5 separate regions of the Mus musculus genome follow, and regions 2, 3, 4 and 5 are each linked to region 1. A link is a contact called in public Hi-C, HiChIP or PLAC-seq and promoter capture Hi-C data. All regions are on one chromosome and are shown on one strand. The core of a region is the stretch at or near the end of the contact, and the rest is flanking DNA. Distances in the headings are between cores, read along the strand shown. Region 1 holds the start of Mdga1 (MAM domain containing glycosylphosphatidylinositol anchor 1). Region 2 holds the start of BC004004 (cDNA sequence BC004004). Region 3 overlaps Btbd9 (BTB (POZ) domain containing 9). Region 4 overlaps Btbd9 (BTB (POZ) domain containing 9). Region 5 holds the start of Mtch1 (mitochondrial carrier 1).

Region 1 (6,090 bases), core at 2,400-4,899:
AGAAGAGTGGGCTCATATAAAGCCTGCATTTTATCAGCAGGGCCTAACTGAGTGTGGTGGGGATAGAGGGTGGGGGTGGGATACAGCTCTGGTGACAAAATTCCATAGGCAGCCCCCACCCCCACCCCATCCAGGGTGTCATGGAAAGATTGCATTATCCTTAGTCTTGAGCTATACAATTTATAACACAAGTTAACTGCTTACTAATTAGCAGCTGGGGCCATTAATTGGCTATTTGTTAGGGCTCGAATTAATAAACTGGTCTTTCAGCGGGGTCATAACTCTCACCGTTCCTCATCCTTTCCCAGCTTCCCTCCTCCCCTTGACCAGAACTCAGCCTGCTGTGCGATCCAATCAATACCTGCCACCGTATGATTTTCAGACGCAATCTACTTCTCCAGGAGGCGACGGCACCATTGGGGCCAGGCCGAGTCTCTTCGAACTTGCACTCTTCCTTGCTTCCCTTGCAGGCTCTGACTCACAAGAGGAGAGCAGAAGAGACCAGAGAGCTGTTTAGGAATTGTGGTGTCATTAGAGACCTCAGCTACCCACCCATGCCGGACCCTGTCCCAGGACCCTGCTTCCCTAGCTCATCTCAGACACAACCAGAGTTGGCTAGTTCTGGGAACTTACTGGGGTCCAAGTGCTGAGGCTTCTCTGAGAAGGAAGGCTTTCTTCAGTGAGGAAGTGATGGTGGTCCCCAGATCCCCTGCTGCAGACTGATCCCATGCCTTGTGATTCCTTATGGTCCCCCCCCCCCCAGGGACATTCCTGCAGGTCTTGGGGTCTAGCTCTCATGCTCCCACATTCTTACCAGACTCATGTGTGGTCCAGAGCACTGTTCTAGTGCTTGTAGAAACTAGGAGATGCTGGCTCTTATGCTAGTTTCACAGCAAGAATTATGGAAGTGTGGCTAGTCGCCTCTGGGCTTGCATACCTGCAGCTTGGGAACCTTAGGAGGAAGGCACAAAGCTGTTCAGCCTGGCTACTTAGGATCCTTAGCATCTCTGTGAACAAGAGTAAGTCCTTAAGATGCCTGACAGTGCCCGACACAAAACCTCTGTCCCTGTAGCAGGTACCCAGTTCTCTCAACCACTGCTAGGTAGAAGTCCCACCTGCTTGATATCTGGGTGACAGTGAGGCCCAGACAGCTTAGGGCTGGACCACAAGCCTGGTGGTCCTCTGCATTCTCTGAGGTTGGCTGCCACTGTCAATTCTGAGGTTCAGTCCCAGGCAGCAGGCCTGGAATACTGTGGGGAGGAAATGACTGAGTTGACAGGCACACATGAACAGGCTGTCGAGGTGTTTACACTACACACAGCGAGTATTCACAAGTGGATTAGCACAGCAAATGTTCAATCCCAGCCTGCCAGGCTCTGGACTTCTGCTCTCCTCCTCCCTAGCCCTCCACCACAAGGCCTCGTTCTTTTCCAGGCCAATATGTGTTCAGACAGTATACCCATCCTCTCTGCTAGGCCAGAGAAAAGCAATTTGATGCTGTTTGGGGTTGGGAAAGGAATACAACAGTTTCCCAGAATAGGCAAAGCCAGAGAGAGCCTGACTCATCAAGGATGACTCCCTGGGAGCTTCCTGGGGGATTCTGGAAGCTTCCCAATAATGGCAACAGGACAATAAACCAAGCTACTCACCATCACCCCCTCATCTGATACCACTTCCCTTTCAGACTGAGTGGGAGAGGTAGGTGGGAAGACATTGGACGTCTGTGGATCATATCATGCATTTCCCTTCGAGTTAACGGAAGGCTGAGCACGTGGAAGGTAGCTTTGGACTGGGGGATCTGGCCCACGATGGACATCATTCATTCATTCATTCATTCATTCAATAAATCTCTAGTTGGCATCTGCTGAGTTGAGTTTGGACACCCTTAACTGAGCATTGGACTCCCACCCCTAGTAAGAGTAGGAAAGAAACAAAGGAGCCAGGAACAAGGGCGGGTAGCCTGGATGAACCATAAGCAAACTGAGAAGAGTCAGGCTGATGGCGCCCCTCCCCATCTACCAGGCAACACCTTGTGCTTTCCACTCCTCCTTAACAGGTTATGTTTGCCCAGGAGGGTCAGAGGAGAAACATCCCGGTGGGAGTGGGCTTGGAGAGGGAGGGATTTATAATTAATATTTTTAATTCATGCGCTGATTTACATGCAAGAGAATCAACTCTTTGGGTGATCAGAAACAGGTCTTTGAGTTTGGACAGATGCCTGAGGTCATGGACCCACCATTGCAGCAGATCCTGAACAGGATCTAACCTCCGAGCTTGTTAGCTGCTGCGGCTGTGCTGTCCGCGCTCCCACGGGCCGCTCTAGTACAATCCCTGCGCTCACGCCGAGATAAATAACGGCGACAGGTGGAGCAGGTAAGATTAGCAGGACCGGGTTGGAGGGAGGACGCTATCGGAGGCGCCAGGGAGGTCGTGCGCCTCTCTGCCCAGCCCACGCCCCTCCCCAAGGGCGTCTGGAAGGAACTACATCTTGGTCACAGCTTCGGGGAGGGCCGGGTTAAGGTGACGGAGTCTCGAAGTGGGGGGAGACAGGCTTCCCGGCTTGGCTGCAGGAAGCGCGAGCACCCCTAGGGCACTTGGCCACGCCTGAGGTCTCACGGGTAGGCAGGATTTGAGAGAAGCGGGCTGAAGGGGACCCTGGGTGTCCCTGTGGAGCTCTGGCACTGGGGTCTTGCTGGCAAACCTGTTGGCAACCTGTGGGCCTCAGCTAGGACACTGCAAGCTGCAAGCGCGTCCTCCTCCTCAGTGCCTCTGGCAGCGTCCCCGGCGCCCGACCCGGGGAGAGGCCGAGGCAGCTTGGAAAGGGGCTGGGGCTCTGCCAGGGGCGGGTAGTGGTGGTGGAGGTGGCGGGATTCCCAAGCCGAGCCAACATCCCTGCAGAGCGACAGCAGGCAACCGCCTCTCGCGCCAGCTCTGGTCTAGGAGAAGCAGACGCCTTGGCCTTTCCCTCCGATCCTAGGCTCCAGTATCACCTTCTCCAAAGTGCAAAACATTCATTAAGTGTCCAGTGCCCTGCAGGCTTGCGTCCCAGCAACCAGCCGCCGGTGCTTGCCCGGCGAGCGTGCGGCGAGCGTTTGCACCCGGCCAGGGCTTTGCCAGCCTGGGCTGTGCAAGGGAGGGCGGAGAGCGTGTGCGAGTGCGCGGCTGCAGAGCCCGCGCCGAACCCACGTTCCCGCTACTGTCCTCGGGATAGATGGATCCATTGCTGCTTTCTGACATTTTTCTGCCAGGGGGCTGGTGGGGGAGGCGGAGATAGGGAGAGAGAGATGGGGGGGGCGGGGAAAGAGAGAGAGAGAGAGAGAGAGAGAGAGAGAGAGAGAGAGAGAGAGAGAGAGAGAGACTGCTTCCCCCAGCCCTGTTTTGTTTTCTCTAATTGGTCCTGGGGGAAGCAAGGAAATTGGACAGAGGCTGGGCCGGGCGAGCTGGGCTGCCTTTAATTGGCTCCCCTTTTTTTAACTGGAGGGGAATCAAACAGGAGAGCGAGCGAGCGACAAAGGGTGGGAGAGCGAGAGACCGATCGCGGAGATGGGAGGAGGGAAGAAGGGAGGAGGGAGAGCGGGAGGCGGGGTGGTGGTGATGGGGAGGTGGAGGAAGCGCGGAATGAAAAGCTCGGAGGGACCAGAAAGCAGCACAGCGAAGCCCAAGTTAGGGAGCGAGCGGAGCGCTCCCGCGGCCCCGGAGCCGGAGTGGCCGCGGTGCCCCGGAGCCCGCCCGGCCCCGCCCGCTGGGGCCCTCTCGGGCCCAGGCCGCCGGGAGGGGGGCGGGGACGCCCAACTTGGGGCGCGGCGCAGCCCCGCTCTCCCGAGATCGCGGAGCCCGGGAATGCCACGGCGGCGGCCAGACGGCGGGAGAGGAGCGGGGAGAGAGGAGGCGGCCAGCAGCTCCTGAGCCCGGGCCTCCGCAAGAGCGCGAATTATTTTCAAAGGACTCAAACTTTCCTCTTTCCCTTGCTGGCTGCGGTCCCTCTTGCTTTGGAACCGTTCTCTGGATTCCCGCGGGGGCGCCGGGACGCGATCGCCTCCCCCGGATTCCTCGGCGGCGGCTCGGCTAACTTCGCGGACTCGGGGACCCGGAGCGCTCGCCCCGCTGCCGAACCTAGTCCTCGCTGCTCCAGCGCTCCAGAGGACCGGGACCCGGCGCCCTCGCCTCCGGGAAGGGCGCCCAGCCCGGCTCCCTTGGGTCGGGCTGCGGAGCCCTCCACACCTACTGCAGGACTGGAGCCAGCGGATTAACCAAAGCAGAGTCCGGGCCTCCTGGCCTGGCTCCGCGGAGGGGCGTCCCCTGGGCGGGGAAAAGACAAGTTTGTCAGGCATCGGTGGCCTGTTGGATCGGAGCGCGGCCGCCGCAGCAGAGAGGTCCCCCCGCGTTCAGCACCCTCGGTGGACAGCCCTGGGGACCTAGGACTGCTCGGTGGCCGAGCTTTCTGGGCCAGGGAGCTGGCTGCTGCGCCCGGTGCGCAGAGGCTTCAAGGTCTGGGGCAGCGCCCCCTGCGTCTCCACCCGGGCAGCCGCCCTGTGGGAAGAGGACAGAGCCGAGTCGCGGCTTGCTCAGACTCCTAGTCTCGGTCGCCGCCCTCTCCGTCGCGACTCAGGGAAAAGGAGGGAACGCAGAGGGCAAAGCGGTGCCCCGGCGGATGCGCCCCCCGCCGCCTCTCAGGCTGCGCCGCCTCGCGGGGATGAAGCACTGGCCGTGAAGATGGAGGTGACCTGTCTTCTACTTCTGGCGCTTATCCCCTTCCACTGTCGGGGACAAGGAGTCTATGGTAAGAGCCAGCGTCCCGCTCTACCCTGGCGGAGCCGCCCGGAAACTTTACAAGATCTTGCTCAAAGTGCGCGCTGCCGGGGCTTGGTGGATGCACTGATGGCCGCGTCTCCGCCCTCGCCTGGGCGCCGGGAGACCGAGCAGGCTGCTCCCGAGCCCAAGAAGCGGTCCTAGGCTATTGGTGTGAGGCTGGGGATGCCGGGGTAAGGTCTCGGCTTTCCGAAATCTTTCCAGGGGTTAGAGAGATCCGGAAGTCTTGGGAGAATAATACAGTGAGCTCAGGAGACCCGGGAAGAGCCCAAGCTCTGGGCTGGGGCAGCTGTTCCCACGGAATCCTTTTCCTCCCTCGGCTCAGCCTCCCGAGTGGAAGCGGGCGATGAGCGATCCGGAGTTGTGCGCGGCTGGCGGGCGAGAAGCTCTCCAGCACCGCGGCCCTGAGGCTGGCTCGCCTTCCGGGCAGTGGCCGCGGCTCGATCGCCTCTTCTAGCTTCTTGGCGGTCTGAGCTGTTGGGCATCCCTTAGCCCAGGCGCCGACTGTTCTCGGCATCCCTTTTCAGACCTCTCCTGAGCCAGCTCTTCCTGTCGCTGGTTCCCAACCACAGAACCCCAGCCCCAGCTTCCTTCTGCCTGCTCGCACACACAGACACATTCAGCCACAGTCCTCAGGAAACGCACACACGGCTCGCACCCATCCGGCTACGTGTCTAAACCCTGCCTCCCGCCACGCAGCTCTGCTCTTGGATGCCCAAGACAAGCTCAGTCGCGCCATGGAGTATTCTGATCACCTTTTCTCCACTCCATGCCGCGGGTTTCCTCACCGAAGACTCCTTGGTTCAATACTACCCAGGGTCATCCTCCCGACGTGCACAGCACAGAAAGTCAGTCAGTCCCCAGAGCCCATGGCCCTGACTTTGCGTTCTGCTCACCGCAGGGTGGGCTTTGTAGTTACTTTCTAATGATGTGTGGCTGGGGTGGGCAGGATTCTCCTGCTTTCTCTGGGGCTAAGAATCTAATTATTCTCTTTGAGAGTGGAGGGTGTTGGACCCAGACAGTGTGGGTGACAGAAGCCATATCCCCTGGCTACTAGCTTCAGGTCTTGGGTCTCTCACTGTGCCAGGCAGAAGGAAGGAGCGTCCCGGGGAGGGGGTATCTGGAAAGTATACGCTCCTGGGCTCTAACAGCTTGGGCTTAATTCCCTGGTGAGGCCAGCCCAGGCATCCAGCCAAACTCTGCTTCTTAATTAGTTTGTGTGTCTCTTACTGCCTGGCCCCTGGCATAGGCCAGAAAAGGCAGGCGGGAGGGATGCTGCAA
Region 2 (6,090 bases), core at 2,555-5,054, 620 kb after region 1:
TTTATTGATACACTCCTTAAATCTTAGAATTTTTTCACTTATGAAAAAGGGATAAGGGGCTGGTGAGATGGCTCAGTAGTTAAGAGCGCCGACTGCTCTTCTGAAGGTGCAGAGTTCAAATCCAAGCAACCACATGGTGGCTCACAACCATCCCTAACGAAATCTGATGCCCTCTTCTGGAGTGTCTGAAGACAGCTACAGTGTACTTACATAAAATAAATAAATAAATAAATAAATCTTTAAAAAAAAGGGGGGGATAATAAACCAGATGTGGGGAACACATCTGTAATTTCAGCACTCAACTAGAGTCAGAATTAGAGTCAGGAGGATTAGGAGTTCAGCTACATAGCAAGTGTGAGGTTAGCCTGGAGCCTCAAACATGAGACCCTGTATCCAAAAAAAGAGAGGTGATAGTGGTGAATAATTATAGCTACTGCAATTGAGGATTACACAATGGCACATGCAAAATTTGTTCTAATATCCAAGTAAATGAAACACTTACTGATAACTGCTATAAGATGAAGTCTAACCCATACCACAGCCTACTTGGCCTAGTTGCCACCTCTTTGGTCTGTCCTGTTTTTCCACTAAGCCGTCCTCACCGTCTCTATTACCATGCTAGTTCACAGGCATCTTCCTAAAAAGCCTGTCTTCCATCTCCTCCCAATCTACACTGTGAGTTCTTCAAAGCAGACTAATGGAGAAAATAGACTGCAGAGACGCCTCAGAGATTAAGAGCACTTACTAATACTTCAGAGGCCCTGGGTTCGGTTCTCAGTGCCCACACCACAACTCACAACTGTGTAAGTCCTACCCCTACGTTTCAGGAGACCTGAACCCTCTTCTGGCCTCTTATTATATATGTGGTGCATACACTCACTCAGAATATTAATATTAACAACAACAACAACTTGGGGCTAGAGAGATAGTTCAGTAGTTAAAAGCATTGCCTATTTTTCCAGAGGATCCTGGTTCAATTCCCAGTAACTACAGTTCCCAGTAACTCAAAACTGTCTGTAACTCCAGCGCCAATGCACATATTAACTTTTAAAAAGTTTTTTTAAAAATAGAGAAAATGAGAGCACACAAAAAAAAAAATCAAAGAACCCAATGAAGGAACAAATCCAAAGAAAGGACCCGCTGAACACTGTCTCCAAACCATGTCTCGTGGTTCCCCGAGTGCCCTTCCTCCTGATACACATCAGCCTGGTGTCGCTTTAGTGAGCAGCAGGCCTGGAAGCAAGCACCTTCACCTTTTCTGAATGTCAGAGAATAGGCAGGGAGGACAGACATTTAAACTGGGTCACAGAAAAATGATCCAAGGCAGAGAACTGGAGAATGGAGAAAATGCAGGCTGCAGGAGGGCTCCCTGACCACGGGCGGTTACTGCTATTTCAGGACCTGAGTTTGGCTCTTTCTGGTATAAAAGTTGGGATGTGTGAACACTCAGCCCAAACTGCAAGGCAGCAAAGGTGAACTTTCCACACAAACATGCCCACCTGTGTATACATATACTATACATGTACATGTATAGCTGGGGTCTCGGGATGGTTTGGTTTTAAGAAACTATTCCATGTAGTCTATTTCCCAAGTGCTGGGATTAAAGGCAGTCGTCAGCATGCCTGACTTAAGTTGTAATCTGCATTGCTTCCCTTCAGTAGGGGGACCTGAGCAGTGCCTGGCGCATACCAGTCCAGCGCTCTGCCACTGAGCCAACCCCCATTCCCCGTGTGTTCTTAAGAGAGAAACTGAAACAAGTCAACTTTGAGTTAACCAAATGGGAGAGAGGTCCATAAAAAGTTCCACACTGGGAACTACCCAGTGAACAAGGGAAAGACTTTGACTCTGAAGATGTAGGCGTAATCTCTACTACCAAGAGTGCGATGACTACAGAACATTCGATACCAAAGTGATACAGGCTTTCAGATCATAAAATGTGTGGGGTTGTAAGCTGTGTGTGCCTTGTTATGTGTTACTTCATACTGTGTGAAACAGCAGTTTTCAGGTTGTACCTTGCCCGAGGTGACTCCATTCTATAAAAGCAGCGTTTGGCTCTATTTTAAGTGGGAATGCAGAAGCAGGAAGACCACACCACGCCTCACTGTGCATAGGGTTCCACCACCTGTTAGCGTCTCTCACGCAGAACGGACTGACAACCACTTACTTCTAAAAGTTAATAAACAGAGTTTTCCACCTATAGGCCTATCGAGGCTGCCAGATGAGGTGACACACGCCTTTAATCCCAACACTTGGGAGGCAGAGGAGGGCTGGAGACCAGCCTGGTTTACAGAGTGAGTTCCAGGCTAGCCAGGGAGGAAAACCAAACCAAACCAACCAACCAACCAACCATAACTTATCAAAATAAATTAGAACTCTATGAACACATAAGGGTACTGAATTCACACCAGGAGATCCATTATCAAATACACTAAATAAAACCAACTTATCATATGCCCTAGAAAGTGGCAAAAATCGATCACCTTCACTTGAGCCCCATGAACACTTCTAAAGCTATAATGACAAGAGCCCCCATTGCCCGTGTAACCACGAGTGTGTTCATTAAAGGCTGACAGCAGAGAACTCCTACCAATCTCTGGAGCTCAAGATCCTCCCCTTCCTGCCACTGTTGATGTGGCCACCTGTGTGTCCTTCTGGACCATCTTCCAGTTCATTCCCAAGCTCACCTCAATGGTGAAGTCTAGCTCCGGGCCTCCCTCAGCTCCAAAGCCTTCATACCTTATCATGAATACTTGTCTTTCTCTTTACATCTGTCTTCTGCTTCATGTAAGGCCTCTTAGAACTCCTGTGGCCTCTTTACCCCTTACACAGCTATTCAATAGCCTACATAGACATATAATTACTGTGGGATGTGTAGTCTCCGGTGAGAGTTAATATCACCAGTGAAGACTGGAATGATATATTCTATTTTCGGTGATGGCCAGCTGTCAAGGGAAATCTCGAAATCTTGGCAAAATTGCAGCCAACGAAACCCAGTTTGTGAATCTGTACTTCCATTGTGAAAGACATTGTGCCTGGCACTGTGAAAAGACAAACGTGTCCCTTTATGTTTCTGACATAGCATACTCACGACACATGGCTTGCAAGGTTTAAGTCTTAAAATGCAAGGAAACACTAGGCAGCTTATTTTTCTCGTACTGGCAGGCGATTGACTGCAAACGGGTCAGTGTGCCATGCCACGTTCTGAGACGCCAAGTTTATCACATTAAGTCCACATTAAAATAAATAAAATTAAATTAAGTACTTCCTCCTTAACATTTGGGCTAAGATGTCTAAGAAGGGGCCATTCAGGGGTGACGCTAAGGCATCTGTGACAGGTTGGCAAGCGGGGTCAGGGCTTTCGGACACGGCCGCCACGTCTGCGAACCAAGTTCGAGCAGTGTCGGACCCCGTCACCCTCCCCGCGGAGCCTCGGGAAAGATGTCAGAGGGGATCTGCCCCGGGGAGCGGTCGGGGGTGCTGTCAGTCAGCAGAACGCGGACGGGAGCGGCGAGGAGGGCGGCGCGAGGCAGCGGCGGCCGCGGAGGGCGGCCGGCCTCCCCCCTCCCGGCCTCGGGCCCCAGTCACTCACATGCGGGCCCGCGCCCTCTCGGGCTCCTCCCGCCTCGGGGACAGCAGCCGCCGGGCGAGGAGGGTGGGCCAACAACTTCCTGCTTCCGGCAGCGCGACCCGGAAGTGGTTCTCGCGCCGCCGGCCAGGGCTGGAACACAAAGGAAAAGCTCCTTGCGCCCCAGGTTCCGAAACAGATCTGGCGAGGTCGCGGGGCGCGGGGCGCGGGGCAAATCTCGCGGTATCTGAAAAGCTTGTGCTCTTGCTCCCCCTGACGTCCAGATGGCACTACTGCGCCTTCTCAGTCGTAGAAGTCTCAAAATATTAATAACAACAATAATAATAATAATAAAAAAATTTTTTTAGGGGTCCGGACTCATTGACTCAATTCATTCCCATTTACACTTGGCTCACTCGTTTGTATCTATTGACTGCTGGTTCTGTGGTAAGCATCACTAAGCACTGTACTCTTAGGAAACTGCTTCAAGAATTATATATTGTAACATGAACATTCTCACAACACCTGACCATGAACCAGCCAAACAGGTTTATGGAGCTGGTTAACTGACTGCAGGTTTCTCTCACAAATAGGGAGTGGCAGTCAGCAACTGTTTGTATATGTGTGTGTGTGTGTGTGTGTGTGTGTGTGTGTAGTATGTGTACGCTTCTCCATGCACATAAGTGTCTTCAGAGGCACCGGATCCCATGGAACTGGACTTACAGACAACTGTGAGCAGAATGATATAGATTCTGGGAACTGAACTCAAATTCTTTGGGAAAACAGCTTTCTGAACAGCCAAGCCATCTCTCAAGCCTCTATATCAGAACCTTTAACTGATTTCTACCCGGGGACCTGAAACAAAATGCTGGGCTCAGCCCTGATGCTATAACTCAAAAGCCATGGTGACTGTGAGATGGGGTCAGATGAACCAGAGCAAAGACTCCAGGCCACCAGGCCACTCTACGCTCTCCCCATACAGGCACAAATAAGTCTCCTTTCCTGACACCCACTACTACCTGTACCCTCAGCTGACATACTAAGCCTGCCAGAACTGACTTTGTTTTTAACCCCTTAAAATGACAGTTACACAGGCTAGAGAAAGGGCTCCGGAGTTACAAGCACCTGCTGCTCCAGAAAAAGACCAGAGTTCACTTTCCAGCACCCACACAATGGCTTAGAACTGTCTGTAGCTGCCGGGCAGAGTGAGTTCCAGGACAGGCAGGGCTATACAGAGAAACCCTGTCTCGAAAAACCAAATAAACAAAAAAACAAAAAAACTAAAAAGGAGAATATATGGAGCCTAAATTCATCTATGGTGGCCTTGGAAATTCTCAAAGTCCCCTTTTCAGAACCTCACCGAGTGAGAGAACTGGGGTTAGCAGAGTTCCCATCACTTGAAGCTGCAAGGCAAAGAGAGACAGGTGAGACTGCACTGAAGAGGTACAGTTCTGTTTCCCTAAGGACACCAGCTTTACAGAGAACAGTGACGATCAGAGTGGCAGCCTCCTTAGATGACAGGCTGGAAGAGAACAGAGAATGTCTTTAAGAATTTAGGGCTAGCCTTGCAGTGGTAGCGCAAGCCTTTTATCCCAGCACTCGGGAGGCAGAGGCAGGCAGATTTCTGAGTTCAAGGCCAGCCTGGTCTACAGAGTGAGCTCCAGGACAGCCAGGGCTACACAGCGAAACCCTGTCTTGAAAAACCAAAAAAAAAAAAAAAAAAAAAAAAAAAAGGTGTTTCACAGACTGGGCTGCTTTGGGGAGTTTCTTTCCAAGGCATCTCTAGCTGTTCTCTTGAACAGGGCTGGAGGGGGGAAGGGCTGGAGAGATGGCTCAGCAGTTAAGAGCACTGCCTGCTCTTCCTGAGGTCCTGAGTTCAATTTATGGTGGCTCACAACCATCTGTAATGGGATCCATTGCCATCTTCTGGTGTGTCTGAAGAGAGCAATAGTGTACTCATGTACATATAAAAAACAAAAACAAAAACAAAAACAAACAAACAAACAAACAAAAAACCTTTTAAAAAATCTGGGGGATTAAACCTTATTGATGATGTCTCCCAAGAAGAGACATTTACTGTTCCGAGCTAGGAACAGAGTGTAGATGAATCTATTCTACCTTCTGTGGCAGCATCACTCGGTAAACATTAACTGGGATTTGCCCAGAAAAAGAAAAGCAAAGAAACCAAGACCACACATAGCCAAGCAGTGGTCAGGGACACTCACCTATGATGCTTTGGGTGGACTCAGGAATGAGCCCCCATGATGTCAGAGGTAACACAGTGACAGAGACCTAGAGCCCCATGTCACCTTCAACTGTCTGTTAGTCTTTTAGGGACCTTGACTCAGGAGTCATGAATTGGATATAGCAGAGGTTTTCAGGCCTAACTAATTAAAAGCTGAGTTGGAGATTTTTATAAGGCTTTTTTTTTTTTAAAAAGGACTTATTTATTTCATGTATGTGAGTACACTGTCACTGTCTTCAGACACATCAGAAGAGGGCATCAGATCCCATTACAGATGGTT
Region 3 (6,090 bases), core at 2,562-5,061, 580 kb before region 1:
TCCAGTGGAGTCCTTCCCTTGGCATGAGTTTTGAAATGTTTAATTAGAGGGAAGAACTCAGCTAGTAAGGTCCCAAACACCGAGTGATTGGATCTGGCAACAGGAAGCTACAGTAATCTTGGCAGGCAGAATTTGACTAGAGTATGGGAAGCTGGTTGGAGGTCCTGGGTTTGTGAAGTGTAGATTTGTGTAGTGGTGTGTGAGTGGAAGAAAGAATCCAGGATGACTGTCTTAGAGCCAAACTTAGACTTGAAGAGGAGGCAGACAAGGCCTCAGCACGCACCACTGGGCCACGTGCTGGCACTGGCATAGTCTTCTAAACCTGATAGCAATGCATAGTTTAAAGACACTTATGTGTGTTTATTGCAGAAAACTTAGTATAAATTCCAACAAAATTCTAAGCTTGCCTTTAATCTCAGGACTTTCAAGGCAGTTGTAGGTGAACCTTTGTAAATTCCAGGCCAGCCAGGGATATATAGAGAGACCATGATTCAAACAACAACAAAACAAAAATAAAAGGCAAAGACAAAAAGAAAATAAGAAAAAAATTGATCTTGAATTCAGAGATAACCAAGCCTAAAAATTTTGTGTTTTTTCCTATAATTTTTTTCTTGGAGATAGGGTCTCATATGTACTGCAGTTGGTCCTCAAACTCACTGTGTACCTCAGGATGACCTTGAATTTATAATCCTCCTGCCTCCACTGCCCTTGTGCTAAAGTTGCAGGCCTGTGTCACTACACCTGATTTTATGTGCTGCTGGGCTCTGGACCAGCATGAATTTATGAATTGGCTTGGTAGATAAGCAGTCTTCTAACTGAGCTATATCTCCAGCCTCTTGTGTCATTTATTGTTTTTAAAAATTAGATCTACAAACAAATATGACACACACACACACACACACACACATACACACACACACACACACACACCAGTGGAGAGGTTGCATGAATTTTATTTAAGATTTTACCCAGAATATTTGCTATTTTAAGTCAGTTATATGGCAACATTTTTACGGGGTCTCTTATTGAACATATAGGCCATTTCTGTAATTTTTTGTTTGTTTTTTGAGACAGGGTTTCTCTGTGATGGAACTCACTCTGTAGATCAGGCTGGCCTTGAACTCAGAGATCCACCTGCCTCTGCCTCCCAAGTGCTGGGACTAAAGGTGTGTGCCACCACTGCCCAACTGTAATTTTTTTTAAAGAAGTGCTTGGAAATGCCAGTGGCATCTTTGTCTGCAGTTTTGATTGCCATCTTGGGTTGTGTACTAGTCTGCAGCCTGGATGTAGGCAACAGGAACGCACCCGGTGCTCACTTGGGTGAAGAAGCCGCACTTGGCTCTATAGTCGGTGAAATGGCTGAGATGCAGTATATATTTACTGAATTTCTGATGAATCTCATATTGTATAGCCCAGACTTGGAAGACTCACTTGTACTAATTTTGATAATATTTTTTGAGACCTGGGACCCACTAAGAGTAAAGGAAGCCAGGCGTGGTGGCGCACGCCTTAATCCCAGCACTTGGGAGGCAGAGGCAGGCAGATTTCTGAGTTCGAGGCCAGCCTGGTCTATAGAGTGAGTTCCAGGACAGCCAGGGCTATACAGAGAAACCCTGTCTCGAAAAACAAAAAACAAAAAACAAAAACAAAACAAAACAAAAGAGTAAAGGAAACGTCCTTTTTTCACGCTGGGATGCTGTGCTGGAAATACAGAGCTGTATTGGCTCCCAGAGAGCTTCTTTTTAGTTGAATTACGCTAATTGAATATAGTGCTCTTCAAAAAGCGTACACATTGGTCTTCATCTCCTTTGCAGCACTGCTCGAAAACGCCCCACGCTGGTTCTATTAGCCTCCTTTTCAATTGAGTGTCCTTCTTCTCAGTTTGTCTCACATGTCTTAAAAACTAGAATGTACGCTCTTATGGATAAAGAACGGTTATTTTCAAATCTAATCCCCTCCTTGCGTAATGACACATGATTATAGGTTTTCAAATGTTCCTTAACCAATTTGGTGCTTTTTGTAGTTATTGAAGATCCCTTTAGCTGCAAGTGAGAGAAAACTGACTCAAAGGTTAAAAATAACGAGGAAGTCCACGTAACAGGTATTTAGGTAAAGACCCAGAGATTGGCCTGCTTCCCAGCTGGTTCATTTGGTTACATTATAAAGGATATAGACTTCTTCGTGCTTAGATTCTGTCATCGTTATGATCTGAGCTTTGCCCCAAACAATCTTTTTGTGATCACAAGGTATCTGATACATGGGCCCAGGGATCATGAGAAGATCTTTCCCTTGATTTCTCTGAAGAGCTAAGGAGCCTTTCCCAGAAGCCCTTTGGAGATGGCTGTAGATCATTGGCTAGAACTAGTTGGAGTTACCAACCCTGTAACTAGTCCTCAGTGAACTACCATAGCAATCACTGTTCAGTTTTTATGCCTGGCCAGAGGGTGCATCCCCCAAGCCTTTTTATGGGGTGCATAAGAGTGCTATCAAGGTTTGTTAGGAAGAAAGACGGAGAACTCTATGGGCAACAGATAGCATCTCTTACATTTTGTTTGTGTTTTTAAGTTTGTGGTGCTGGGAATGAAACCCAGGGCTGTCTGCATGCTAAGCAGACGTTCCACTGTGGGCTTGAGTCCCAGCCTAGCATTATTCTGTAATGAAAATCTCTGATCTTGTTCTCTGAAGTTGTTGGTGGTGGCATGACTGCAGAGGCTCTGTATGTAATTGTCATGGCTTTCTGAGCACATTGTTGTTTGGTGACATTTTATGTGTTTATTTGCCCTGGTCCTTTTAGGTTTCTGGTACTCAGTATTCTTACTTTCTCTGAGGATTTATTATTTTGACTCTTAAATAGTTAGGCAGTGTACATTTTAATGATTTCTTATTAATTTCATCAGGGATGAATTTCGCTAAACCTAGGCTCTTATCCTGGGTTCTCTGGCAGACAGCCCGAGGCAGAGACTGAGAGCTGTTGATATTTTCCTTGAGAGGCCCAGGTCCAGGTGTATAGGAGTCACGGGCAAAAAGAAGCGAAGCTTGGAAGGCTGTGGAGAAACGAGATGAGGGTGCCGCTCTGAGCAAATTGCTAAGCAAGCGTGGGCCCTGGTCTTGCCAACTGGTCTGCTTGGAAAGGATTGTGGTGAGGAGGAGGAGAGGAGGGAGTGGAGGAAGAGGAGGGAGTGGAGGAGGAGAGGAGGGAGTGGAGGAAGAGGAGGGAGTGGAGGAGGAGAGGAGGGAGTGGAGGAAGAGGAGGGAGTGGAGGAAGAGGAGGAGGGAGTGGAGGAGGAGAGGAGGGAGTGGAGGAAGAGGAGGAGGTAAACTAGAGCTGTCCTTGGGAAAGAGAAGGAGATGAATTCATCTGCCTGATTTTTTTTTCTCCTCTTCCTAGTTGGAGAGTTGCAGGAAGCAGCCTCCTTTTACACTTCTAACCTGTCCATTTTAGGCTCTCTCTCTCAGGCTACTCAGGATGCTGGATCCTACACTTAGTGTGGGAAGCCACACAAATCCAAAGTAAGTGACCAGGCACTGAGGAAGAGGAGAGGAGAGCAGGAAGTAAGGCAGAGGGGAAGGAGGAGGAGCAGATCCAAGAGAGGACTGGGTTTGGCTTTGTCAGATTGTTTTGGTATTTAGTTAACAGGTCAGGGTTAGATTCACAGAGCAAGCTAGCCTAGTGCTTTGAGACTCAGAGCTTTATGGGTGGGAGTGCTTGCCACCCCACCTGATATGCAGGTTTACTTTGGTCTGGCCTGGGAATCTCCTGTTGGAAGGATTGGCAGCATTCCAGCGCTCACACATCAAACTGCTGGGGGATCTGGGTCAGCATCGACTCCTTGAAGTCATTCTGAAATATGACTGAGGTGGAGTACAGCGGCTCTGGCACGCTTAGGGCGTCCTCTCTCTTCAGCTTTATCACGATTGATGGCTTCTCTGGAATGCTAGACACTTGGAAGTCCCTTGAGTATCACCTTTGAATTCCGAGAGTTCTTACAAGGCCAACTTCGTTTCAAAGAGAGCAGTTTTTGCTTTTTATTCAGTGTGCAGTGAAAAAATTGTGCTGATTTGATGGCAGGTGGGGCACAGTCTGACAGGATGGAGGAGAGGGTGTCCTGGTGGCTCTGCTCTCTGCTGCTTCATATATGACTTCTGTCTTCTTTCCTTATATGTGTCTTTGTTTTCCCATTAATGTTCTTTATCCCGACCACTATGACTGCTTAATAGATTCGCAGAGTAATGGCAGCTGTTTCTGCGTGGGAGATTAGAGGATGAGCTTGTCACAGATGAATGTTAATTGGCAACATCGAGCAGGCCTGAGGAGACTTCCAGCTTCTCGGTCAGAATAGGACCTGACACAGAAGACTCGGACGATCCCAGCATGTCCCTAGCTGAATGCTTTGACTGGCCCTGAAGTGTGCACTGGACAGTACAGGTGGGGCTAGGTGGCTCCCGATCTGCTTAGGAGGTGTGGGAGTTCTTCCCTAGGCCCTGGTTTGAGCTACTCAGATTTTTTTTGTACATATTTTAAAAGGATCTGTGTTCTTCATATGACTTTGGTGACTCTGACATAGTCACCTTAAGTTTGTTGGCTTCTAAAGGCATGGCCTGGTTTTCTGAGGTTTTGTTTTGTTTTAATTTTGTGGAATGTCTGAGTGTTGTTTTATTAGAGTAACAATAACGCATGGAGATAAGGGTCCCCCTTTTTCCTTCTGTCTTCCTGGGGGTACCTTCCCCTTCCCTTGCCTCGGGCTCTTTAAGGTTTTACTTGCATGGCAGATTCAAGGGAATACTTTTTTCCTTCTTTTTGAAGCTCTGCTTATGAGCTAGAATCATAAAAATTCACAAATTGTGCCAAATTTTCTTTTGTTGATGACTGTGATTTAGCCTGTTATGTAACTGTAATGTATAATTTACACATCCTGAAGACCAGCCGTCCTTGTACTGAGCAACTATATTTAACCCTCACTTTCTTTGGGGGGAAGAGAACATTACCAATTATCTTTGAAACTGTATTGTGAGACCGTGCACACTGATCCACCCTCTGCTTCCATTTTTAATTTTTGGTACATCAAGTTGTACGTTCCGACTTATTCTGTGCTTTTCATACATCTGCACCCCAGAGGTGAGGGGCCTGGTGTCTGACGCCGGTGTTCCAGCCCTCTCTTGCCCTCCCTGTCCAAATCAGCAGTGAGATGAAATGTCTGCCACCCCAGGGTAGTGCAGGTCCAGAGAGGACGCAAGTACTGTCTTCCCATGCTTCCCCTATCGTTGTGAAGGAAAGTGAAGAAGGCGTTTCGGGAAACGTTTCTGGAAACGTTTCTAATGGTGCACAGTTCTGTGCTTAGCAGGGAAAGAGCAACTCTGCCCTTGTTTGCAACATGGCATTACTAGTTCCTCTGTGATGTGTAGACTTTCTGAAAGAAAATTGTTCATGTTAGTGTCCACATGTCTTGAACTTTAAAGTCTAGTCCAGGAATAAGTTCAAATCCCATAGTGGTGCCCTTTAAACAAATTTGTTAATTTCCTTCTCAGCATCCTGCTTCTTCCCCTGCTGCAGGCTCCGGGTGGTGCTGGGTGGTGCCTGGCAGCGAGGGGCCTTGACTGTTCCCCTTAGGAAGGGAAGGCTTGAATAAGAAAGAGTACCTTAAGGGTAGGTAGGAGGAGCTGCTGTAGAGCTATCTAATGGATGTAATAGTTCATATATAAAGTCTGAGGAATAGGAGTAATATTCTGCAGCTGAGTAACTGTAGATTAATCCATCTTCAACCAGTACTGGAAGCATCTGTAAATGGGGAAATTATCTTTTCCTTTTTTTTTCTTTTTGGCACAGCTGGACTAAATGTTTTTTCCCAAATACTTTAAAGTTAAATTACATCCACATACCAAAATCATAGGAAAGATGGAAATAAAGTGTAAAAGTGTTCTTTTCAGCTATGTTTACCATGGTGATGGTGGTCTGTTTGGGGGGATGCAGTGTGGCAGGGCACCCTGAGGTCACTATAGAAATTCTTCTTGTGTTAGAGGGGCCCGTAACAGCTTGTGGTGGTCCATTTTGGCTTGAGCTGGATGAAGTAACCCTTTTAAGGTGGGTGGTGC
Region 4 (6,090 bases), core at 1,610-4,109, 550 kb before region 1:
TGTCCTGTCCTGTCCTGTCCTGTCCTGTCCTGTCCTGTCCTGTCCTGCCCAGAAAAGATATGGGGCCTCAGGTCTATTATTGATGGGTCTCTTAATGCAAAAACGTAAGTGATAGACTTAAGTAGAGCCTGCAAGTTGCTAGTGCCCAATGACAGGGCCTACCCACTTACCTAACTGTGCTATAGGTGAAACCTAAGACTTTGCATGGGCTAGACAAGGTGCTGTAGCAGTGAGCTGTAGCCCTGACCTTCAGCAGGACAGTGCCAGCTTCTTCCACGCCTTTGAGAGAGCTCCTAAACAGAGTGCTGTGAACACCTAAGGGCCTTATTCCATGGAGCTGCAAGAATGGTATGAACAGACCCTCCTTACTAAGCAGTGACAGAGGCAGGAGATGCCCACTGTCCCTCCCCATTCAAGTGCCCTATGAAGGAAAACTTTTCTACTTTGTTTATAAACAGGAAGATGAGTCAGCTGGTGAGGGGCTTCAGGAAGTCTGCAGTGTCACCTGCATTCTCCTTTTTCTATAGCAGTCCCCAAAAGAGAACGCTCATTTAAAGGTTTTCGTGTTCCTTATCTGAGTCTGGATTCTGAGATGAAAATGCTTGTTCTAGAATAAAATTGGACAGTAATGGCAATATCCACCAGTGTGGCTTAGTGGCTCTATCATGCAGATGTACTCCAGAATAGGAGTGTTAGTCTACACCTTTAAAATGTTGCAAAACATTGAGTTTCTCTTTAGAAAGGAAAACAAGGTGAATATCACTACCTCCTGTTGTTTGTCTAACAAAGTGATGTTTTTCCAACATCAAAACAGATTTTTGTAGTTTCTTCCTTTTCTTTGTATGCCCCCCTTTACCCTGTATGAATTATCAGATCGACTTAATAGCACGGGGGTGGTGCTCTACTAGCCAAGGTCTTAAAACTGGGTATGAATGGGAAGTCACTGGGGGCCAGAGGGTCATGTGTCTCAGCTCTTGTCACTGCTTTGCAGTGTGTCAGACCCTGTTGGCTTCCACCGACCATTCATTGTATGCCTGACAACAATCTCAGTCAGATAAGCCCAGGAAATCTACAGTCTTATGGCTTGGGTCCTGTTTATGTAGTTCCATTTGATAGCAGAATGGCTTACAGAGAAGTCTGGGAGCTTCTGAGAACCCCCGAGACACTTATTTTGTGCTCATCTGCAGCTGACGTGATTGACGGTTGTTACTGCTTCTCCAGTGTTGTTTCAAACAGAATGGCATGCTCAGATAGACTGAAGGGACATAGCGAGCTGCTCCTCCTGGAGCTGTGACTCTGTCTTGTTATGTGAGAATAGCTAGATGGAATTGTGGCTGATGGGCATACTGTGGCAACTTGGCACTTAAGTAGTAGTAGCCTGATACTTTCAAACGTCTTCCTGCATTCTCTGTCCAGTGATTTTTCAGTCCTCTATTTAAGGACAACAGAGTTCTAGGACTTTTGCTGTAGTTGATGAAATAGATTCACACCAAGTTCAAAAGAAAGGGAAATAGTCCAGAGTTCAGTCAGGCTAAGACCCCACCTTGCTCCCTACCCTTCAGTGTTAAGATGTCTGTTCCCAGCCCTTGTGAAGAGAGATGGCCTCTCAGGACAGTGTAAGAGTAGTGACTACAGGAACAGTCTAGCTCATGAAGGCAGAGGGGTAGTTGTAGAAGAATGAGTGACCACCATGAAATTCTCTAAGAGGTAGGAGACAGGCTGGAGGTGGTTAAGTGATGCTGAGAGACTGTTTCAACCTTGGGAATACCAACAGTCCTACGGCAGGTGACTCAGATGATGGAGACACTAAGCTTTATTAGTTACTTCCCTCTTTTAGTGTTTTTGTGATCTTCTAAGAATCAACTTGAGAAGAGTTTATTTGGCTCCTGGTATGAAGGAAGATACTGGCCGTGGCAAGGAAAAGCATTGCAGTGCCTCTCAGCTGTGGCAGCAGGAGTGTGAATCTACATGCTCAACCCTGGATAGACGAGAAAGCAGATACAGGGGAAGAGTGGGTGGGGCTAGCCTATAAACCTTCCTTCAGCATCCATGCCCTCTAACTAGGGTGCCATCTCCTAAAAGTTCCAGAACTCCCCAACCAGAGCCACCAGCCAGAAGACTGCATGTCTGAACAGGAGTCTGTAAGGGAACTTTTTCATCTAAATCATGATACTCTCCCCATTAACTCTGTAGGCACATAGCCATCTCATAATATAAAATGTATTCATTTTAATGTCAGAAGCCCCCCTAGTCTTACATTTCTAACCCTGATCAAAAGTCCAAAGTTCAAAATTTCTTCTAAATCTCAAGGTGTTCTGTAAACTGAGCACAATCTATAAAATAGTAAGCAAATTTCTCACTCTGTAGACCAGGCTGGCCTTGAACTCAGAAATTCGCCTACTTCTGCCTCCCAAGTGCTGGGACTAAAGGCGTGCACCACCACACCCGGCTACATTCTTTTTTAAATTAAAGATTTATTTATTTTATGTGTATGAGTACACTGTAGCTATCTTCAGACACATCAGAAGAGGGTGTCACATCTCGTTTTGTTTTGTTTTGTTTTTCGAGGCAGGGTTTCTTTGTATTGCCCTGGCTGTCCTGGAACTCACTTTGTAGACCAGGCTGGCCTGGAACTGAGAAATCTGCCTGCCTCTGCCTTCTGAGTGCTGGGATTAAAGGTGTGTGCCGCCATGCCCAGTGAGGGCGTCACATCTCATTACAGATGGTTGTAAGTCACCATGTGGTTCCTGGAATTTGAACTCATGACCTTCAGACGAGCATTCAGTGCTCTTAATCACTGAGTCATCTCTCCAGCCCCAGCAAATTACATTCTTCCAGAGTAAAATGGGATGGAAGGATTCCTAATGTAAACAGGGAGGAAAGCAAGAGTCCAGCCCAGTGGGGCCAACACTAAGTAAGGCCTTCAGTTCCATCTGGGCCATGTATTGCATCATCTGGGCTCCAGAAGACTTGAGGCTGCTTGTCCAACTCTGCTGTCTGCTTCAGTTGGGGCTTCTCTCAAGTACTGACTACATTTATGTCTGCATCTTAACGAATGCCCTAAATTCATGGCATCTCCAGTATCCTGAGGGTCCCCAGCACAACTTATGTCCTGCCTTCATAACTCTATGCATAGCCCACTCAGTAGGCCATGGAGACAGTCCAACCCTGCTACATCTTACGTAACCGCAATGTCTGTCTGGAGTTCTGGAAACTCCCATAACCCTGTAGCCCTTGGTTCCACATGTCTGTAAAACCAGCTCCATGTGGGTGATGCATGTCCTGCTGCCAAGGAAAAGCCTGGCTATGCCTATAGCAGCCTTTGGGGGTGAACTTGGAGAAATAGGTCTCCATTTTCTAGCAGGGTCTCCCAAATGCTGCCTTTTCAAGTATTCTCTTTATAATGAAAGTATGGTATAATATAATATAATATAATATAATATAATATAATATAATTAATGGCCCTTCCCCTGGGCGGGTTTTGTCCTCAGGCATACTTTGTATTTTCCCAGTTGAGAGCTTTAGATTGGCCCTTAATGGCACTGATCTCCTCAACAATCACCTCTGCTTTCTCCTCGTGTGCTTTCTGCAGAGTCATCCTTACTCACATTCCTTTCCTCACCAAACGGTGCGCTCTTCCTATCTTCCAGTGTCCGTGCTTCCGCCTTGACTTTAGCTCTTGCCTTCAGCCTTGCTGATATCCTGGACACAGGCAGAATGCAGCCACAGTCCTGGTCAGGATGTCATGGATGGCTTCTCACCCAGTTCCTGACAGAACCCCCATCCCCCTCCCAACCTCAGGAGCCACCCTTTCCTGTCTTTGCTCTGACAGCAGGCTGGCCTTCCATACTCCCCACAATGGCTGACTAATGCTTGTTGGCAGCTATCTATGATTTCTCTAGCCTGTGGTTTTAGACTCCATGTTTCTCCCACAGACCAGTCTGGAAGACCCAAGAACCATATGGTCAGGCTTATGGAAGTAGTGTTGTCAGTCTGTAGTACCAGTTCTCAGGCTACTTTTCTCGTGATTATGATCAAGTATCCATTAAGAGCAACTTAAAGAAAGGGATTTTTTCTTGACTGAATGTTGGGGAGCATGCCGCCATCGTGGTGAGGAAGGCTTGTGGAGGGCTCCATGGCAGTGGGAGCATGGTCCAGCTGCTGCCTCACGTCTCCATGCATCAGGAAGCAGAGAGGACCATCCAGGCTTTTCGTCTCAGACCTGTCTCTGCTTCCTTCAGCCAAGGTCACAGACTTGTATACAGCACACCACTGGCTAAGGACTATGGTTCAGACAAGCCAGGAATGCCATGTCACATCTAAACTATGACAACAGTAACACAGACTCCAAGTCAGTAATGTAAAGGTGGCAAAATTCATGAGAACACTGTTTTATACATATACATACATACATACATACATACATTCATACATTCATACATTCATACATTCATACATTCATACATTCATACATTCATATACATGTACTTTTTTTTTTTGGTTTTTTTGAGACAGAGTTTCTGTATAGCCCTGGCTGTCCTGGAACTCACTCTGTAGACCAGGCTGGCCTCGAACTCAGAAATCTGCCTGCCTCTGCCTCCCGAGTGCACCACCACGCCAGACCATGTCCTCTTTTTTAAAAAAAAGATATATTTATTTATTATGTTTACAGTGCCTGAATGCCAGAAGAGGCATCAGATCCCATTACAGATGGTTGTGATCCATCATGTAGTTGCTGGGAATTGAACTCAGGACCTCTGGAAGAGCAGCCAGTGCACTTAACCTCTGAGACATCTCTCCAGCCCCTATACATATCCTCTTTGCAATCTCTCCTCCAAATACTTGGTCAACTGGGTATTGGTAGCAAAACTTTCCATCCCTTCCCTCTAGTAGGTGTGTTCTCCATAGTCGGAATAGCCCAAATCGACCCTGTGCTAATAATGTCTTCTCAGAGGCTCATACGGCAGTTTCCCTGTGCAGCATTGGTATGCTGGGAAACCAGAGAGGCTGCATGGTCTACAAAGAGAGATGGCACTAGATTGAAGACATAGGGTTTTCAGGGTGCACCTGTAGTCACAGCTATGAGGAAGACTGAGGCAGTCGAAGTCCAAGGCCAGGATGGGTAAGACCTCATCTCCATGGAAATAACTGAACATAAAGCACTTTACTTTGCCCTGAAACCTTGACTTGGAGTTGCTGTCCACCACCCTAAGTGCTCCGGCCAAGAGCCATGGTTGTGTTTCCTTGACGTTCCTACCCTGAGTGTTAGGTCAGCAGCCATTAGCTAGCCAAGAAGACCTGTGGAGGCCTTCGGAGGAAGATGATCCCCATTTAGGACTGCTTTCATCCTCACGTTCTTAGCTGTCATCAGCACAGATTCCTCCTTATCCCCTGACAATGTGAGGGTGAGAGGAAATGCAGTCAGCAGATCAGATACTGGTCAGTAGATGGGGAGATGAGACAGTCGGCAGCGGTCAGTGTGTGTCTTATCTGAGGAGCGTGAGCACAAACATAAAGCAAGGCTCGGAGCACTTCAGAGAAGGAGAGCTTTGTTTGCTAAACACGCCTTTTCAGTAAAGCACAGAGCTCCCTCTGAGCAGCTCAAACGTGATCTCACAGACCTGATCTGCTCTTACAGAAAAGCAGGCGTGCTGCTTACATAGAAATTACATTTAGCACAAGGTAGGTAGTAAGCAAAAGTTAGTTGAGTTGGCCATTCTAGGCATCTGACACTTCCCCCACCCCACATACAGTTGAGAATTTCCTATAGCCCAGCCAGGCCTTAAATTTTACTGTGTACCAGGATGACCTTGAACTTTGAGTTCCTGGTCCTCCTGCTACCACTGGGATTTGAGGTGTCACAAGGCCCTCTGTCTGACAATAGGGGTGAAACCCCAGGCTTCATGCATGTTAGACAGTTCTCAGTTAGCCGAACCCTGTCCTCAGCCACGTCTTCTAAATGTAATGGTTCACTTCCTACTGTTCATATATGATATAAGCATGTTAAATGGATGTTTCCACGAAGTGATTCCCAAATTTAAATTTCATTATAGTTTATTAGTAGTATATTATTATAAGCATTTTGTTTAA
Region 5 (6,090 bases), core at 1,300-3,799, 540 kb after region 1:
CTACAGGTGGAGATCCAAGATCCAGCCAAGGTTCCATCATCCCCAGTACTGCTAAAAACAAACCCAAATTTTTTTAAAAGAAAGAAAGGAAAAGGAAAATGGATCAGACCTTGCCCTTTTTAGTTCTCAGAGGCAGGAAGTCTCAACGATGATTAGCAATCGCTGATGCCAACTGAAACCACACAGGAGAGGCACTAGGAAGCAGGCTGTAAGGATGGACTTCTGGGCGGGCGGGGTGGTGCACAGGACAGGGCAGGTTTTCTACTGCAACGAGCCATGGTTATCAAGAGCAGATGCTAGATTTTCTCCTTTTTCTCCCCAAAAGGAGCCCAAGACTCAGGGACATTTGTTTGTTTTTCAAGACAGGGTTTCCCTGGCTGTCCTGAAACTACCTCTGCCACTACCCACATGGCAAAGACAATAGTTTATTCCTAAATGTAAAGACTAACTGACTGATACGTATCAGAGCAGAATGAGGAAACCTACAGGCACATGGGTGCCCTAAAATCATAGTAAGGGCCGAAGAGATGGCTCAGCCATTAAGCACTCCGGTTGCTCTTACGGAGGAATTGGGTTCAGTTCTCAGCTCACAACCATTGGCTTCCTAGGGTACCAGGCACACATGTGGTGTACATAAGTATAAATGAAATGCAAACAAAACACTCTTGCCCATAAAACAAAATAAACCAGGCCTCAGAATGTGACATGCCAGACCAGGTATATTAGTTAGGGTTTTACTGCTGTGAACAGACACCATGCCCAAGGCAAGTCTTATAAAAAATCATTTAATTGGGGCTGGCTTACAGGTTCAGAGGTTCAGTCCATTATCATCAAGGCAGGAGCATGGCAATATCCAGGCAGGCATGGCGCAGGCAGAGCTGAGAGTTCTATGTCTTCATCCAAAGGCTTCTAGTGGAAGACTGACCTAGGGTGAGAGTATTAAGCCCACACTCACAGTGACACACCTACTCCAACCAGGTCACACCTATTCCAACAAAGCTACAACTCCAAATGGTGCTACTCCCTGGCCCAAGAATATACAAACCATCATACTAGGGAAGGGTACAATACTCTCTCACCTGGACCTCATAGAAAGGAAGACACCTAACTCTGGACGTCAGGCCTATCTTTTGACCACTCAGTGTATATTGTCAAGGGACAGAGGAATGAGAAGTCCTGGCAATCCCAGGGGCTTCAGTTTAGCTGGGTTCCCAGTGTTTGATGTGGCCTGTTTGAATTACCATCCATCTGTCTGTCCATCTGCTCACCCACCTGTACCCAGTCCTGCAAGCCCTCAGCAGCTCTGCCCTTCCTGAGCCGTTCTCCAGATGGACTGGTTAATATCTAACCTCAGAAGTGGCTTTCTCTGCCTCTGCCTCCAGTAAGGACTCTTTCAAATTGTTGAGATTTGTGGCCTTTGTAACCCTTTGAAGTCATTCTGTCACACACACACACACACACACACACACACTTATAATCACAGTGTGATCTGTATCTTGAGATAATATTAGTAACTAAGATGTGAATGAAAGAATTGTGATTGCTAACAGCCAGCTATCAATTGCAGCCAAGGAAATTGATGTAGCATGGTGCACAGCTCAGTCTGGCCTTGAACTCCTATCCTGATGCCTCTGCCTCCTGAGTATCGGGCTTACTTTACAGGTGTGTGCCACTGCACTGGATTGTTACTTTGTTTGCTTCATTCATTCCCTTAGGAATGGTTTCCCTGAAGATATACTTTCTATGCATTCCTATATTTGCGGTGATAGAAGATAGATATTAATGCCAGACAATACAATATGATACAACACAGTACAGTACACGGTAGTACGGTACAGGGAGCCACATTCGGAATGGGCCATACAAAAACACGGTCCAATGGGGGACAGTCAAATACAGATCGGAAAAACAAGGCACTGGGGACAATACGGAGGAAAAGCCCACAGATGGAAAGTATTTGCGTGGGCAAGTGTCAGGAACGTGAGGTAAAACCTACACCACGGGCAATCAGGGAGGGTGCAAATATCTGACCATTCCAAAGACCTTCCTTGCAAACTAGCAAGAGGACAAGGTCCCTTGCTAGGGACCAAAGGGTCCCTGCTGACTCTGAGGTCCATTACCAGAAGACTCTATTATTGGGCAGTTCAAGACCAGCTGAGAGCTGCTGTGCTTGTTCAGAGGTGGAAACAAATCACCGGCTGGAGTAAGCACCTTCCTGGAAGGTGGCCCTAAGAATTGCTCTCAAGGCATGCGTAGCACTATGCTCCAGGCACTAGACTAGAGCTCTCCCAGGCCTAGTTATTTAGTAACTAAACGCAGCCAGCACCGGGCCTTCATAAGTGCACAGGCAAAGAGTGCTCCCAGCCCTCAGCAGCTGTGAGTTACTCAACTATTGAGGGGTTTCTACACAGGTCCCGGGATCGTGCTGAAGGAGTGCAGAAGCAGGGCACACAGACTGAGACTCGTAGGCACGATTGCGGTGACTGGCCTGGTCCGCAAAGGGGCGGGCACAGAGCTGCAAAGAACCCGCCCCGGGCCGGAGGAGGCGGGCCCGGGAGCACCAAGGAACAACACTCGCCCGCCCGCCATGCCCCCTCGCCCCGCGGCGTGAGTGGTGCTGCCAGGACCCTCCCCTTGACGTTCGGGGCGTGGCCAGCACCACGTGACGGGGAGTGACCTCCACGCCTGGCGCCATGGGGGCTTCGGACCCGGAAGTGGCGCCTTGGGCTCCCGGCGGCGCCGCGGGGATGGCGGGAGCCGGAGCTGGTGCAGGAGCTCGGGGCGGCGCGCCGGCCGGAGTCGAGGCCCGCGCTCGGGACCCGCCACCCGCGCACCGCGCGCACCCTCGCCATCCTCGGCCCGCGGCTCAGCCGTCGGCGCGCAGGATGGACGGCGGCCCGGGCGCCCCGGGCTCCGGGGACAACGCCCCGACCACCGAGGCGCTGTTCGTGGCGCTGGGCGCGGGCGTGACGGCTCTCAGTCACCCGCTGCTCTACGTGAAGCTGCTGATCCAGGTGGGGCGGGGGGCGCGGCGGGAGGATGTGGATGGGATGTGCGGTGTGGGGGTGCAGGGAGGGGGCTGAGGGATCTGAGTGATTGACGTGGGAAAGGAAGCGATTTGGAGGTGCTGGGAGGGAGCGAAGGGACGTGAGTGACAGACGTGGGGTAGGAAGGGATTTGGGGGTGCAGGGAAAGGCGATGAGATGTGGGAGATAAGTAGTCGAAGGCAGTGAGCTTGAAATTCCGAAGGGTAATGGATTTGGGGTGCGGAAAGAAGCCACAGGATTGGGGGAGGGCCGAGAAGTTTTGGTGAATGGGTAGATGAGGGCTGGCTGGGTACAAAAGCGACGTGTTTAGAAGGTGAGTACATTTGGGGCAGAGGACAGCGGGGCTCTGGATTTATAGAGATGGATGAAAGCTTTGAGGGACAAAGGAGTGGGCAGCAGGGCCAAAAATTTCAGAGGGAAAGAATGCAGCAGGGAAGAGCTATCGGTTTACTTGAGAAGGAGCCTGTAGATTTGATGGCGACGACAGATTTGGTGGGAGGAGGGGCCTCCGCATTGGTGGAGGGGGGGAGTGGAGCGGTGTCTGGAAAGGGGAGCCAGGAGGCGGCTTTTAGGGGGAAGGGGAGAATGGGATGACGCATTTAGTGGAGGAAGGAAGGAATTGAAGTAATTGTGTCTGCGTGGGTTGGGAATGGGCAGAAAATGGGGATAGGCACAATAGGTAAGGGTTGTCAAAGCTGGAGCAAAGGTAGGGATGTCTGGATTCAAGGATGCTTGGGCACCTAAACGCTTTTTTGCTTGTTGGCAGCAATTCACTCCAATAGAGGATGAGGAAAGGGTAAAGGGGGAGGAGGGATCTGGTTGGAAGGAGGTGTTGTGCATTTGGCAGAATTGGGTGGGTGTGTGATGGAGGTGGGGAGAGTTTTGATTGGCGTGGTTCAGGCTCAGACTGATAATCAAAGATGAAGCCTAGCATTTTCCAAAGGAGTGGGGGATGGGTGGTGAGGATTGAGTTGGAGACCCAGCTAAGATTTGAGGTTTGATTTAAGGCAAGTGAGTGTGAAGATTATTGTACTATCCTTGTCATAGAACTGAGAGAATTAGAAATACATTTGGAATGAGAAGGCCTTAAGAATGGGAGTCGCTGCTGGGCAGTGGTGGCGCAGGACTTTAATCTTAGCATTTGGGAGGCAGAGGCAGTCGGATTTCTGAGTTCGAGGCCAGCCTGGTCTACAGAGTGAGTTCCAGGACAGCCAGGGCTACACAGAGAAACCCTGTCTCGAGAAAAACAAACAAAGAATGGGAGTTGCTGAAGCCCTGGGGTCTGAGGAATGGGGATTCTAGAATTTGGAGTTTAACTAGAAATATAAGGAATGAGAAGATACTGTCAGGGCCATTGGGCATCAAATTGTGCAGAGATTTGGAGACGGCTGAAAGGGGGATTTGGAGACCAGCACTGACCTACTGTCATGTGAATGTGTATTTACAACATAGTGTTGCAGCCACAGCAAGCCTCAGCTTAGGAGGGACTCTGGGCTTTGCAGGTATCTGAGTTGAGCAGTTGGAGGTGCTAGGAGCTGATGGGGTGAGAATCAAATGCTGGACCTTAGGATGGCAGGCGGAGAGGGTCGGGGGGGCTCTGGGTGTAGTGTGGGAGGACACAGGGGAAGTGGCTTATCATTGGGAGCATGGTGGCATTAGTGTGGGGGTTTGAAAGAATGAAAGGTCTTTGGAGAGGGACCTAGAGAGTGAAGGGGAGCCCAAAGGGTGATGGGAACTAGATGGCAGGGGGGTGTAAGCCTAAGAGCTCTGTTGGGGGTGACAACTTCAGGGAGCTTAATGGCTATAGCTTAGTAATCGGTAACACTGAACAAAAAAGCAACAATAATAACAGATTGTGTTTTGCAGGGAACAGGTGTGCAGGCTAGATGTTGAGCCTCAGATCAAGACTCGTGGGCGGGGGTGGAGGCAGGCAGAGGTATTGAAGGTGGCAAACTGGCTCTGCTGGTGTTAGGTACGGGATCACGGTGTTGGCTGTGGTTAGGACAGTTAGAAACAGATCTAGGTGAGCATGACGTGAGGACAAATCAAGTAGGCCGTGACCTCGGCTCACATTGTACCTTTGATAACCCAGTAGACATAAGACGATAAACTCAACAGATTTGAGAGCCGTGAGGATGTGCGGTTGAGGGTTCGGGTTTTAGGATCAGGTTGGAGTTGTGCTGATAAGACTGGTGGGCAGCATCATAGCAAGAGCTTGGGGCTTGAAGTTCCAGCACAAAGGACCACCCTCCACTTGAAGACGCGGAAGGCCACTTCTGACCTAGAAGAAGAACTCTGGAAGGGAAAGCTGTTTGCCTGGGTCACCTAACTCTTTTCTGGATAAGCCATTGTGAGCGTCATTTTTTTTCAAAAAGACCTCACAATAAAGGGTTTTAAAAATTTACAGTCAGGGGCTGGTGAGATGGCTCAGTGGGTTAGAGCACCCGACTGCTCTTCCGAAGGTCCAGAGTTCAAATCCCAGCAACCACATGGTGGCTCACAACCATCCGTAACAAGATCTGACTCCCTCTTCTGGAGTGTCTGAAGACAGCTACAGTGTACTTACATATAATAAATAAATAAATCTTTAAAAAAAAAAAAAAAAATTTACAGTCAGGAGCTGTGAGATGGGTTAGCAGCACACTGGCCACTTGTTGCTCTAGCCAAAGTATGTGAGTCCCATCCCTGGAACTTACAGCAAAGGTGGCCAGAGGAAACCGGACTCCAGAGTTGACCTCCGACCTCACATCAGACACAATAAATAAGAATTACATTGGAGGCCAGCCTGGTCTACAGAGTGAGTTCCAGGACAGCCAGGGCTACACACAGAGAAACCTTGTCTCAGAAAACCAAAAAAAAAAAAAAAAAAAAGAATTAAGACATTTAAAATCAGCCACCTTCAGTGTATCTCAGAGTCAGGTCTACTGGAGTAATGTGGACTTTGATGAAACACCTTCCTAAAGAAAGGGAAGGGAAAGCAGCAGCCAGCACAGCACAGCAGCCGACCCAGCACTGCTGACACGGCCTGGCGTCCTAACCTGCG

The links. Promoter capture Hi-C pulls out the DNA fragments that hold promoters and counts their contacts. Hi-C and Micro-C count contacts between places; a contact is called where the count stands out from the background. HiChIP or PLAC-seq counts read pairs in DNA pulled down with a chosen protein or histone mark.
Region 2: a contact with region 1 is called in a Hi-C map of pro-B cells, with 5 times the contacts expected there. The contact joins the promoter of BC004004 here to the promoter of Mdga1 in region 1. A contact is called at or near these places in 2 of 39 promoter capture datasets (embryonic stem cells and liver), 2 of 484 Hi-C or Micro-C datasets (embryonic stem cells and pro-B cells) and 2 of 115 datasets of contacts at active chromatin or transcription factors (embryonic stem cells and memory CD8 T cells).
Region 3: a contact with region 1 is called in an H3K4me3 HiChIP or PLAC-seq map of stem cell-derived neural progenitor cells, with 7 times the contacts expected there. The contact joins the enhancer-like site here to the promoter of Mdga1 in region 1. A contact is called at or near these places in 4 of 39 promoter capture datasets (the C10 cell line, embryonic stem cells, liver and 1 more), 8 of 484 Hi-C or Micro-C datasets (MC3T3-E1-derived osteoblasts, bone marrow-derived DN2 thymocytes, cortical neurons and 4 more), 16 of 115 datasets of contacts at active chromatin or transcription factors (astrocytes, bone marrow-derived macrophages, craniofacial prominence and 10 more) and 2 of 9 other capture datasets (adipose tissue and liver).
Region 4: an H3K4me3 HiChIP or PLAC-seq map of forebrain shows a contact between it and region 1, with 12 times the contacts expected there. The contact joins the enhancer-like site here to the promoter of Mdga1 in region 1. A contact is called at or near these places in 1 of 39 promoter capture datasets (the 3T3-L1 cell line), 1 of 15 datasets of contacts at CTCF or cohesin (large pre-B cells), 9 of 484 Hi-C or Micro-C datasets (the G1E-ER4 cell line, the MC3T3-E1 cell line, the THB-7 cell line and 5 more), 14 of 115 datasets of contacts at active chromatin or transcription factors (craniofacial prominence, embryonic basal ganglia, embryonic forebrain and 10 more) and 1 of 9 other capture datasets (embryonic stem cells).
Region 5: a contact with region 1 is called in a promoter capture Hi-C map of liver, with 3 times the contacts expected there. The contact joins the promoter of Mtch1 here to the promoter of Mdga1 in region 1. A contact is called at or near these places in 2 of 39 promoter capture datasets (liver and stem cell-derived epiblast-like cells) and 2 of 9 other capture datasets (adipose tissue and liver).

What each region holds. Positions count from the first base shown.
Region 1 is chr17:29,886,137-29,892,226 of GRCm38.p6, reverse strand. Mdga1 (MAM domain containing glycosylphosphatidylinositol anchor 1) reads left to right here and starts at 3,649. Exons shown (of 17, transcript NM_001368423.1): 1 at 3,649-4,780. The coding sequence starts at 4,714. It overlaps Gm41559 (a long non-coding RNA gene), which reads right to left and starts at 2,326. Exons shown (of 3, transcript XR_003952341.1): 1 at 2,237-2,326; 2 at 362-1,250.
Region 2 is chr17:29,266,502-29,272,591 of GRCm38.p6, reverse strand. It overlaps BC004004 (cDNA sequence BC004004), which reads right to left and starts at 3,804. Exons shown (of 9, transcript NM_030561.3): 1 at 3,590-3,804.
Region 3 is chr17:30,468,707-30,474,796 of GRCm38.p6, reverse strand. All of the region lies in intron 6 of Btbd9 (BTB (POZ) domain containing 9), which reads left to right. Among named protein-coding and RNA genes, the nearest start is that of Btbd9, 100 kb to the left of the region's middle. Within about 2 kb of position 3,811, at least 45 of the 459 cell types and tissues checked have an H3K27ac peak or open chromatin away from gene starts, as enhancers often do. A contact at or near this core is called in adipose tissue, cortical neurons, muscle stem cells and 1 more, where this site is marked.
Region 4 is chr17:30,436,715-30,442,804 of GRCm38.p6, reverse strand. All of the region lies in intron 6 of Btbd9 (BTB (POZ) domain containing 9), which reads left to right. Among named protein-coding and RNA genes, the nearest start is that of Btbd9, 140 kb to the left of the region's middle. Within about 2 kb of position 2,859, at least 51 of the 459 cell types and tissues checked have an H3K27ac peak or open chromatin away from gene starts, as enhancers often do. A contact at or near this core is called in embryonic fibroblasts and pancreatic cancer cells, where this site is marked.
Region 5 is chr17:29,344,391-29,350,480 of GRCm38.p6, reverse strand. It overlaps Mtch1 (mitochondrial carrier 1), which reads left to right and starts at 2,549. Exons shown (of 12, transcript NM_019880.4): 1 at 2,549-3,014. The coding sequence starts at 2,694.